2 separate regions of the Mus musculus genome follow, and region 2 is linked to region 1. A link is a contact called in public Hi-C data. All regions are on one chromosome and are shown on one strand. Each heading gives the region's core, a stretch centred on a gene start, on an enhancer-like site or on the middle of the called end of the contact. The rest is flanking DNA. Distances are from core to core; before and after follow the strand shown. Region 1 has its middle 17 kb from the start of Gm25805. Region 2 has its middle 78 kb from the start of Gm30567.

What was found. A called contact is a pair of places that touch in the nucleus more often than the background predicts.
Region 2: a Hi-C map of embryonic stem cells shows a contact between it and region 1, with 2.4 times the contacts expected there. The contact joins two enhancer-like sites. A contact is called at or near these places in 1 of 484 Hi-C or Micro-C datasets (embryonic stem cells) and 1 of 115 datasets of contacts at active chromatin or transcription factors (embryonic stem cells).

The regions. Positions count from the first base shown.
Region 1 is chr16:8,780,596-8,785,417 of GRCm38.p6, reverse strand. No RefSeq gene overlaps it. Among named protein-coding and RNA genes, the nearest start is that of Gm25805, 17 kb to the right of the region's middle. Within about 2 kb of position 1,962, at least 56 of the 459 cell types and tissues checked have an H3K27ac peak or open chromatin away from gene starts, as enhancers often do. A contact at or near this core is called in embryonic stem cells, where this site is marked.
Region 2 is chr16:9,130,197-9,135,018 of GRCm38.p6, reverse strand. No RefSeq gene overlaps it. Among named protein-coding and RNA genes, the nearest start is that of Gm30567, 78 kb to the right of the region's middle. Within about 2 kb of position 2,683, at least 26 of the 459 cell types and tissues checked have an H3K27ac peak or open chromatin away from gene starts, as enhancers often do. A contact at or near this core is called in embryonic stem cells, where this site is marked.

The DNA.
Region 1 (4,822 bases), core at 713-3,212:
CAGAGTTGTATGAATTCTAGGCCAGCCAGTGCTACACAGAGAAACCCTATCTCCCAAAACCAGAAACCTATGGCTCCTCCCTAGAGCTCTTGGACCATCCCTGGGATGCTATAAACTATCAACTCAGTTCCTCTCACTGAGATACCGGGGGTATATGGAGAGTGTATAAGAATCCTAGGACAGCAGGCTGTGGTGGCACAGGCTGTTCATCCCAGCACTCAGGAGCTTGAAGGACATGGGTAGCAGGTTCCAGGCTAGCCTGGTATACATAGACAAATCTTGTACTTTGGTCTGGATGTAAAATATCTCCCATAAAATACCTTATGAACACTTGGGGAGGTAGTGGAGTCTTTCAGATTCTGGCTGGAGGAAGTGGGTCAAGCAAGCCTTGAGTGTTCCGACATGGTCCTCCTTCTAGCTCCCTTCTGTTCACTTCCTGGTCTGAGATGTCAACACACCGCCCTGGGCTCTATGCCAGGCCTTCCCAGTGAGGTAGACTGTATTTCCTTAAATTGAGCCACATCCTGAATTGTTCCTGTAACATCTAACGTTGGCCAACAAAATGTGTCTGTGAGGTAAAAGTGGTTGTTATTCAAGCCTGATGTTTGATTCTGAAACCCAGCATGGAGGGAGAAAAGTGACTCCTGGGAGTTGTCCTTTGACCTCTGAGTTTGTGCTATGACATGTACATGTCTAAACACACACACACACACACACACACATACACACATACACAAAGTTAATAAAATAAAAACAAAAATTGAGGGGGAGCAAAAGATCCTTTAGAAAGCACTCCCCTCATAATCATGATACATGTTCAGTCTCCAGGACTGCACTAAGCAGGCAAAGTGGCAGATCTTGTAATCCCAGCCCCTTTGAGCAGAAGCAGGAAGATCAAGATCAAGATCATCCTCAGCTCCCCCAAGAGTTTGAGACCAGCCTAGGGTATACAGTTTGCCAGTTTCCACCACTCCTTATTACCTACCAGCAATATTGAGGCTAAAATAAAAAGCATTTTTTTTTTTTTTTTCTTTTCGAGACAGGGTTTCTCTGTGTAGCCCTGGCTGCCCTGGAACTCAGTTTGTAGACCAGGCTGGCCTCGAACTCAGAAATCCGCCTGCCTCTGCCTCCCAAGTGCTGGGATTAAAGACGTGCGCCACCACGCCCGGCTTAAGTTTTGTTTTTAAATTTGATTTTTATGGTATAGTCATTGGTGTTTTGCCTGTACATATTTCTGTGAGGGTGTCAGACCTCTGGAACTAGAGTTATAGGCAGTTAGTTGTGAGCTGCAATGTGGGTACTGAGATTTGAACCCCGGTCCTCTGGAAGAGCAGCCAGTACTTTTAACTGCAAAGGCATTTCTGAAGCCCCATATCAATTCAGTCTGACCTGAACTTTTTAGCAAAGGGCTATGTAGAGATGTAGAGAGAGAGAGAGAAAGAGAGAGAATATGAGAGAGACAGAGACAGAGAAAGACTTTTTGGTATTTCAGGATTATCTTATTGCAGAACTATGCAAAGAAAGATTCAAGTCTCCCTGGCACTGCTTAGTTCCTTAAACTTGAGTTTGTGAACTCTAGACACACAAAGAAACCTGTCAGAAACTGCCATGATGAGGAAGGTGAGGGTTGAATTGGGGACCGATGATGGAGAAAGCCAGAACTTCCAGAATTCACTTGAAACGGAAGGAAGTCCTGTGGGGCACCCGGAAGTAGCTGGTGAATAAACTAGCAACTTCCGGTTGAGGCAGGAGAGGAGGGTTTCCAGCAGCGTCCTTTAGAATACAGCTACATGATTCAGTGTATTTTTTTTCTCCCTAAAAAGAAATAATTGAGCACTTACGTTGCGGGTTTGTTCTATTGCTTTGAATTAATCCAGCCCTCAAAATCAGGATCTACATGTCCGAATGCTGAAGGTCCTTGTCCCCAATTGGCTTTTGGTCGATCAATAAAAAGGCAACAGCCAATGGCTGGGCAGGTAGACTGAGGCGGGACCTTTGGATTTGCATGGGCTAGGGACTGGGAGAGTGGAAGGCGGCAAAGATCGCCATGATGGGGAAGAAAGACCAGACCTAAAGGCCCGCGGACACGTGAGAATCAGGGAAAGTGGCCACTTGGACCACTTCCCCAATTGTGTTTGGGGTAACAGAGATGAAATACAGATTTTAAAAGATGTAACTCAGGAGTACCGGAGGGGAGTGTTTGCAAGCAGCAGGAAGGATTTAGAAACACCCAACCAGCCGGGCGTGGTGGCACACGCCTTTAATCCCAGCACTCCGGAGGCAGAGGCAGGCGGATTTCTGAGTTCACGGCCAGCCTGGTCTACAAAGTGAGTTCCAGGACAGCCAGGGCTATACAGAGAAACCCTGTCTCGAAAAACCAAAAAAAAAAAAAAAAAAAAAAAAAGAAACACCCAACCATTAAGCTAGTCAAGGCACATTTAAATTAACTAGTGCGTGTGTGTGTGTGTTCCATTCAGGAATCCAGATAGCTCTTGGGCGAGTGCACGAATGCCACCCATCAGGAACATGGAACGGTTAACTAATTACTGCTTCATAGCTGGGCGTGGTAGTGCATGCCTTTAATCCCAGCACTGAGGAGGCAGAGGCAGGTGGATTTCTGAGTTTGAGAAACCCTGACTCAAAAAAACCAAACCAACCAAACAAATAAATTACTGCTTCACCTTTAGACTGGTGGTGGGTGCTTGCCTAGTAGGCAAGGAGCTCTGGGTTTGAATTCCAACACTGCCAAAAACCGGAGGAAGAGGAGGAGGGAGAGAAAGCTGGAGGCTGGGCAGGGTGGCACACATACTTTCAGCCGCAACTTTCAGGAAGCAGAGAAAGGTCGATCTCCATGAAGTTGAGGCTATCTAGGAGCCAAGGCTATCTAGGGAGACCTTTTTTTGAGAGGGAGGGAGGGAGAGAGAGAGAGTGGTTGAGGCTTAAGGACCAAGGTGGGTCCTTAGCTCTGCTCTTCATCAGTCTCCTCTACTTTTCTTCTGTTTAATTTTTTCTTAAGAAAACATTTAAAGTGTGTTCGTGGGAAGTGGGAGAATATATAGAAATAGTTGCTAGGATATGCACAAATACTCCCCGAAAGAACCGACTAACTGTATAAGAGTAAGAACAGTAAAAAAAATTCAAGCATCTCAAGTCGAAAAATTGGGAAGAGACCAGGCAAGGCAGGAAGACTACTACATATACATTTGTTTTGCTCTGAGGCAGGGTCTCTCTCTGTCGTCCTGAGACTTGCTATGTAGACCAGGCTGACCTCAAATTCTCATAGATCCTCCTGCCTCTGCCTCCTAAGTGCTGAGATTAAAGGCATTGTGTTACCAGGCCCAGCACCTTCCAAGTTGAAGAATTAGAGTGGTGTGCCACCTTGCCTAGTTTTATGAAGTGCTAGGAAAGAACTCGGGCCATGTCTCAAGAAAATGAAAAGAAATACTTTTACAATAATAAAAAAGTATATTATGGGGCTGGACACTCACTGACTGTTCTTCCAGAAATTGGCATTCTATTTCCAGCAACCACAAGGTGGCTCATAACCATCTGTAATGGGATCCAATGCCCTCTTCTGGTGTGTCAGCGACAGTGTACTCACATACATAAAATAATAAAATCTTTAAATATTTATTATATGTAGTATAATATTTTATCATAATAAAGTATCATAAATAAAAGAATATATTAAGGTAAATGTTTTTTAAAATCAAATTTCAAAGTATAATACAAAAGTGTCAAATATTTTTAAGATTAAGACAAAAAAAAAGTTAGGTCTCATACCCAGGACAAACACTGAGTTGTACTTAACACATCAATGCAGACGTGTCCACCAGGTTCTCCAAGCATCCCTTAGTCCCTATTGTTACAGGGTATGACTAGCATACCCTGCCCCCTACCCTAAACTTTTCCAGCTTAGAGGCTGGGCTGCCCTTCCCTATATGTTCCAGTCATTTTGGTTACCTGGTCTGTTCATCCACTCTTTACCTTCGTGGCCATTTGGTCTGACTCCCCGCTGTCCCCTCCCCTTCTGCTCACATGGCCTGGTTCACTGTTCATTGGTCGAGTTTGCGTTGGACCCGCCCAGATGTCTCCTCCTCTGATTATGCTCCCCCTCCCTTTTATCTCCAGTAAACTTTCTCCTCCACCATCCCCAGCAGCAGTCATGTCCTTGCCTCTTTATTTCTTACTTTCATTCATCTGGTGGCAGAACTACGGAGTGGCATGAATGAGTTCCCTCCCAGGCTCCAAACCAAGCTGCTAACCTGAATCTCCAAAAATATGTACAGATTGTTTCTGCAGGCTTCTGCCTCCCACAAGATGTGATTCCAAAGTCTAGAGTCCAGTTTTTTAGCTGCTGCGTCCCTCTACCTGCTCTAACCATTAGACTACATTTTAGATGCCTCTCTGGGCTCTGTCCTGCTCTGTCCTCACCTGGGCACTGCCACACCCTGGATATGCTTTTCTGGCTCCCGCAGTCTGCCACGTCCACCCAGACACCTCCCCTTTCTCCTGTCTCCTCCACTGGCTCGGCAAGCTGCCTGCTTGGTTTACTATTGCTACAAAGCCATAGCAGCAAGCTCCTCTCACGAGGAGGGACACCTATCCTCTGATTAAGGACATGTTTTCCATCCCACTTGGGAATACCCTGCTGAAATTCTTGTCACAAGGACACTATCCTACCTGTGGCAACCTAGGACCCTTTTCCTTGTCTCCTTGAACTTGAAACTACCAACTCCCCAGATCTCCTGAATGCATCCACTGCCGCTTCTCTCTCTTACCCCTAGGAACCACCGTCCCACCTACAGTCCTGAAGTGTGGA
Region 2 (4,822 bases), core at 1,434-3,933, 350 kb before region 1:
TCGAACAAAATAAAATTATCCAAACAAAGCAAATAAAGAATGGGAGTCTTTTTATACACTGTTAGGGACAGGTCAGACAATGTCAGACGATACCGTATATTTTCACTGGCATCTTGGAAGGAAAAGGTGTGTTGTCGGAGCTCTGTTGATGAAGTACTTAACACAATCAAGTTATGACATGAAACCATTCACTTTGGCCCATTATTTCAGATGTTTCAGTCTAGGTTGCTCATCCTGTTGTTTTAGGTGAGGCAGAACATGGGAGAAGTGCATAGTGAAAGAAGTGGGCAACTTTATGTGGCCCTGAGGGAAAGGGAGACAGAAAGGGGCTTAGACCCCAAGTCTCCTTCAAGCAAGTGGCATAACTTCCCTCCACTAGGCACTGGTCCCTAAGGGCTCAACTCTCTTTCAGGAGAGCACCAAATTAGGAGCCAAACTTCAACACACTGTTGCTTTGAAGATCTAAGCCATGACAAAGTGAGAAAATGGCTCCGTACAATGCCGGAAAGAGTGATGTCAGAATTCATCAAAATTAACAGAGAAATATCAGTCTACAGATCCAAAATGGTCAGCAAACACTAGGTAGGGAAAGTATACTGAAAATTACATCCAGAGACCTGGGCATGGTGGTGCTCATCTAAAATCCCAGCACTCAGAAGGCTAAAACAAGAAGGTCGTTAGTTCAAGGCCAACCTGAACTACACAATGAAAACTCTTCTAAAATACTAAGACGCTTTTAAAATGATGATGATGATAATGACAATAATGGTGATAATATTAACAATTATCATATTATGATAATCTAATAATTATCATTATTAGATGTAGATTTTTTAAATTCATACACAGATGCATGACATTTATCTTATTAAAAACTAAATATGGGGTACCTTTAAGTCAGGGGAGAACAATACCATACATTTAGAGATGCAGAGGGAACCCCTAAGAGTTCCACCAAGTACTAATTGGGGCACTGAGGGAAAAGAGCCATGTAATAAGATTAGAGGGAATGCTAGCTGGAGAACACACAGGAGCAGAGATGTCCAACATTCAGAAAAAATTTGAAACACATGGTGCTTAAACTACATCCCTGACTGTACATTAAAGTAAAAGTTAGGGGGAATGTAATGCTATCTCTAGTTCAAAAAAATGATAGGGTGAGGAAGATATACCATGCTAACCCTGACCAAAAAGATCTAGGGTAAAAAAATCCATCCTGTGAGAGCACAGATAAAAGGATGCAGTATGCTTACACCAGCCAGGAGAGAACCGGGGTAACTGCTAGTGATACAGTGTGGATTGCAGAGAGTGTGAATTCATCTCATGAAGATATGGGCTCAGTCCATCAAGAGGACATAACAGTATGAAACGTTCAGCACATAGAACAATTTTTTGTTTCAGAATTTTATAAAGCCAAACCAGAGAGAATGTCACAAAAAATAGACAAGTCCATAATCATAGTCGGAACTTCTCTCCATAAATTAATATAACCAGAGCTCAGAATATGAACAGGCTTACAGCAGACTCAAACACAGTCATCAATCAACCTGTCTATCTAGCACTTAGAGGAAAATTGGCAGTGGTTAGAGCACCAACTACCATTTCAAAGGTTTTCAAAAGACCTGAGTGTAATTCCCAGCACTCACATCAAGCAACTTACAATCACCTGTAACTCCAGTTTCAAGGCATCCAACTCTTCTGACCTTGTAAGACCCAATGAGCCTTAGTCCAGGATGTCCCACTCACAGAAACACAGAGACGGAGATCGATGCAATAAAAATGAGGTTTATTGATCAGGTGTGCCGGGGGCCATCCTGCAATAGGGGCAGAGGTGACCCTGAATCTCCTAGGCCCACACTTTTTATACAGTTTAAGGGAAGGCCTTGATAACAACAAGAGTTGGTTTAAGCCCATTGTTGGCCCCAGCTGACTTTTTCTTTCCCCCCTTTAGAAATGGTAATTAGCCTCTCCCTTCCAGAGAGACAAGTGTCTTTCATGACCTTCCTTAACCAGCATTGATGGCCCTGGGTGTGGTGAGGTCTTAGTCACCAGAAGAGGGAACTAAACATTCTTGGTCATTAGCTGCACCTGCCTTGCTTTCTTGTAAAGCTTGTTTGGCTGGGACATCACAGGAAGGGAGTGCTCAACACAACCTTCTGGGGGGATGGTCTTTCAGGTCATCTTATATTCTCTAAGATTACAGATTCCCACAACCTCTGTAGGCACCTGCACTCATGTGCACATACCTACATATAGACATTCACACACACACACACACATACATAATTTAAAACAATAAAGTTACTTTTAATTGATTCATGTCTCACATGCCTATAAAAATAATCAAAATGGATCACACGCTTAGGCATAAAATGTTAAACTGTGAAATTTCTCAAGAGAACAAAAACAAACAGAATGAAACCTTTGCAACCTTGGGTTTCTCAGACATGATACCAAAAACAAGATCCAGGAAAAAAACAAACAAACAAAACAAAACAAAACAAAAAAAAAACATAGCTCTTGCCCAAGTTTAAAATGTTATACCTTCAAAGGACATCCTTACAGAAATAAAAAGAACCACCTGAAGCAAAATTTTGTGAGACAGATGCCGACCAAGGACTTGTGTCCAGATCATTTAAGGAACCCTGAAGACTCAAAGGGAAGTTAGGCTGGTGAAATGACTCAGCAGAAAAAGAGAAGTTAGGCTGGTGAGATGACTCAGCAGAAAAAGGCAGCACTGGATGAACTTGGTGATCTGGATTTCATTCCCTGGGATCCGTTTAAGGGATGACTCCACAGTGTGGTCCTCTGACCTACACACACACACACACACACACACACACACACACACACGAGTATGTACACACCTGTCACACACATCATATATATACATACAGTAATAATAATGTTTATTTAAAATGCTTCTTAAATGAGCAAAACAGTTTAGCAAACACTTAAATTAAAAATTAAATTAAAAGCATATCTGTTGCTGGGTGGTGGTGGTGCATGCCTTTAATCACAGCACTTGGGAGGCAGAGGCAAGTGGATTTCTGAGTTCGAGGCCAGCCTGGTCTGCAGAGTGAGTTCCAGGACAGCCAAAGCTACACAGAGAAACCCTGTCTTGAAGAAAAACAACAACAACAACAACAACAACAACAAAAGCACATCTGTTATACAGAATAAGCAGGTTATATTTAGAAATATATGTATATACATATGTGCATATAATAACAGTTAATGAAGAAAAGAGGCCCTGAATTTCAAAGACTGCAAAGAACAGAATATGGGAGGAATTGAAGAAGGACAGGGAAGGGAGAAAATGTTTTTTAAAGTAATATGTGTGTGTGTGTGTGTGTGTGTGTGTTCATACATATAATAACATGACACAGACATAGGTGTTCCATGTCATTGGCCATTAGGGAGAACCAAGATATACTATTACCTTCCTACCGTAGCAGCTACAACTTTGACAATCACATGCACTTATGATGCAGTCATTGCCCATCTAGCTATTCACTCAAGAGAAATGAAAATCTGTGTCCATACAAAGTCACGTGTCCTGTAGGCTAAGGCCAGTTCCACTCCACTCCTGCCAGTGACCTTGGCTGTTGTTCCATGGTCCTGCATCTCTTGGTACCAACTTCAGATCTAGTTTGCTTTCTGTCTCTATGACAAAGCACTGGCCAAAGCCAAGCTGCAGGGACGAAAGGTTACTTGGTTACTTGGCTTACAAGTTGCAGTTTGTCCTCAAGTGAAACCAGGGACAAAAGCTGAGACAGGGACATGGAGACAGGACCTGAAGCAGAGGCCATGGAGGAACACAACTCATTGGACTGCTTCTCCTGGCTTGTTCAGCTCTCGTTCTTATACAGCCCAAGCCCATATGCCCAGGGATGGCACTGCCCACAGTGGGCTAGTCCCTCCAAAGCCATCAGCAATTGAGAAAATGACATGCCCACAGATGTGCCCACACACCAATCTGATAAAAGGAAACTCCTGGATTGAGAGTCCCTTTCCCAAGCGTCTAGGTTTATGTGAATACCACAAACACCATGACACGGAGGTGCCACAAGCACCTGCTGCTTTGGGTGGAGTTGGACTTAAGAGATCCTTTGCCGCCGGCGATGGTGGCACATGCCTTTAATCACAGCACTTGGGAGGCAGAGGCGGGCGGATTTCTGAGTTCGAGGCCAGCCAGGTCTACAAAGTGAGTTCCAGGACAGCCAGAGCTATACAGAGAAACCCTGTCTCGAAAAAAAAAAAAGAAAGAAAGAAAGAGAGAGAGAGAGAGAGAGAGAGAGAGAGAGAGAGAGAAAGAAAGAAAGAAAGAAAGAAAGAAAGAAAGAAAGAAAGAAAGAAAGAAAGAAAGAAAGAAAGAAAGAAAGGAAAAAAGAGAGAGATCCTTTGCTCATGATGCTAAGCATGGTAGTCCGGTAGGAAAAAGCTCACTGGCCACTGGGATTTCAGCTGAAAATGTTGCTATTCATAAAAACTGTGTGGCGCTGTTTATCTCACAGAACATACACCAGTACCGCATCCCAACCCTAGGGAAGAGCAAGGGCTACAACAGATGAAAGACAATGTGCCTAAGACCAAATTCTGCCTCACATCCATTTGGGGATCCTAGATGGTGGTCTGATTTCCTTTGTTTCTTTTTTTCCTGGGCCACTGTAGGACTTCAGTTGTCACATGGGTGTTATTGAGGAAAGGTCCCCAACATGGGTGACTGGCCTCAGCATATGGAAGTATTTTTAGCAGTTGATCTCCAAGTAGAGACAGATGTTTCTCTGCTGATCTCGGTGGGGTGTCTCCTTGAAGTCTG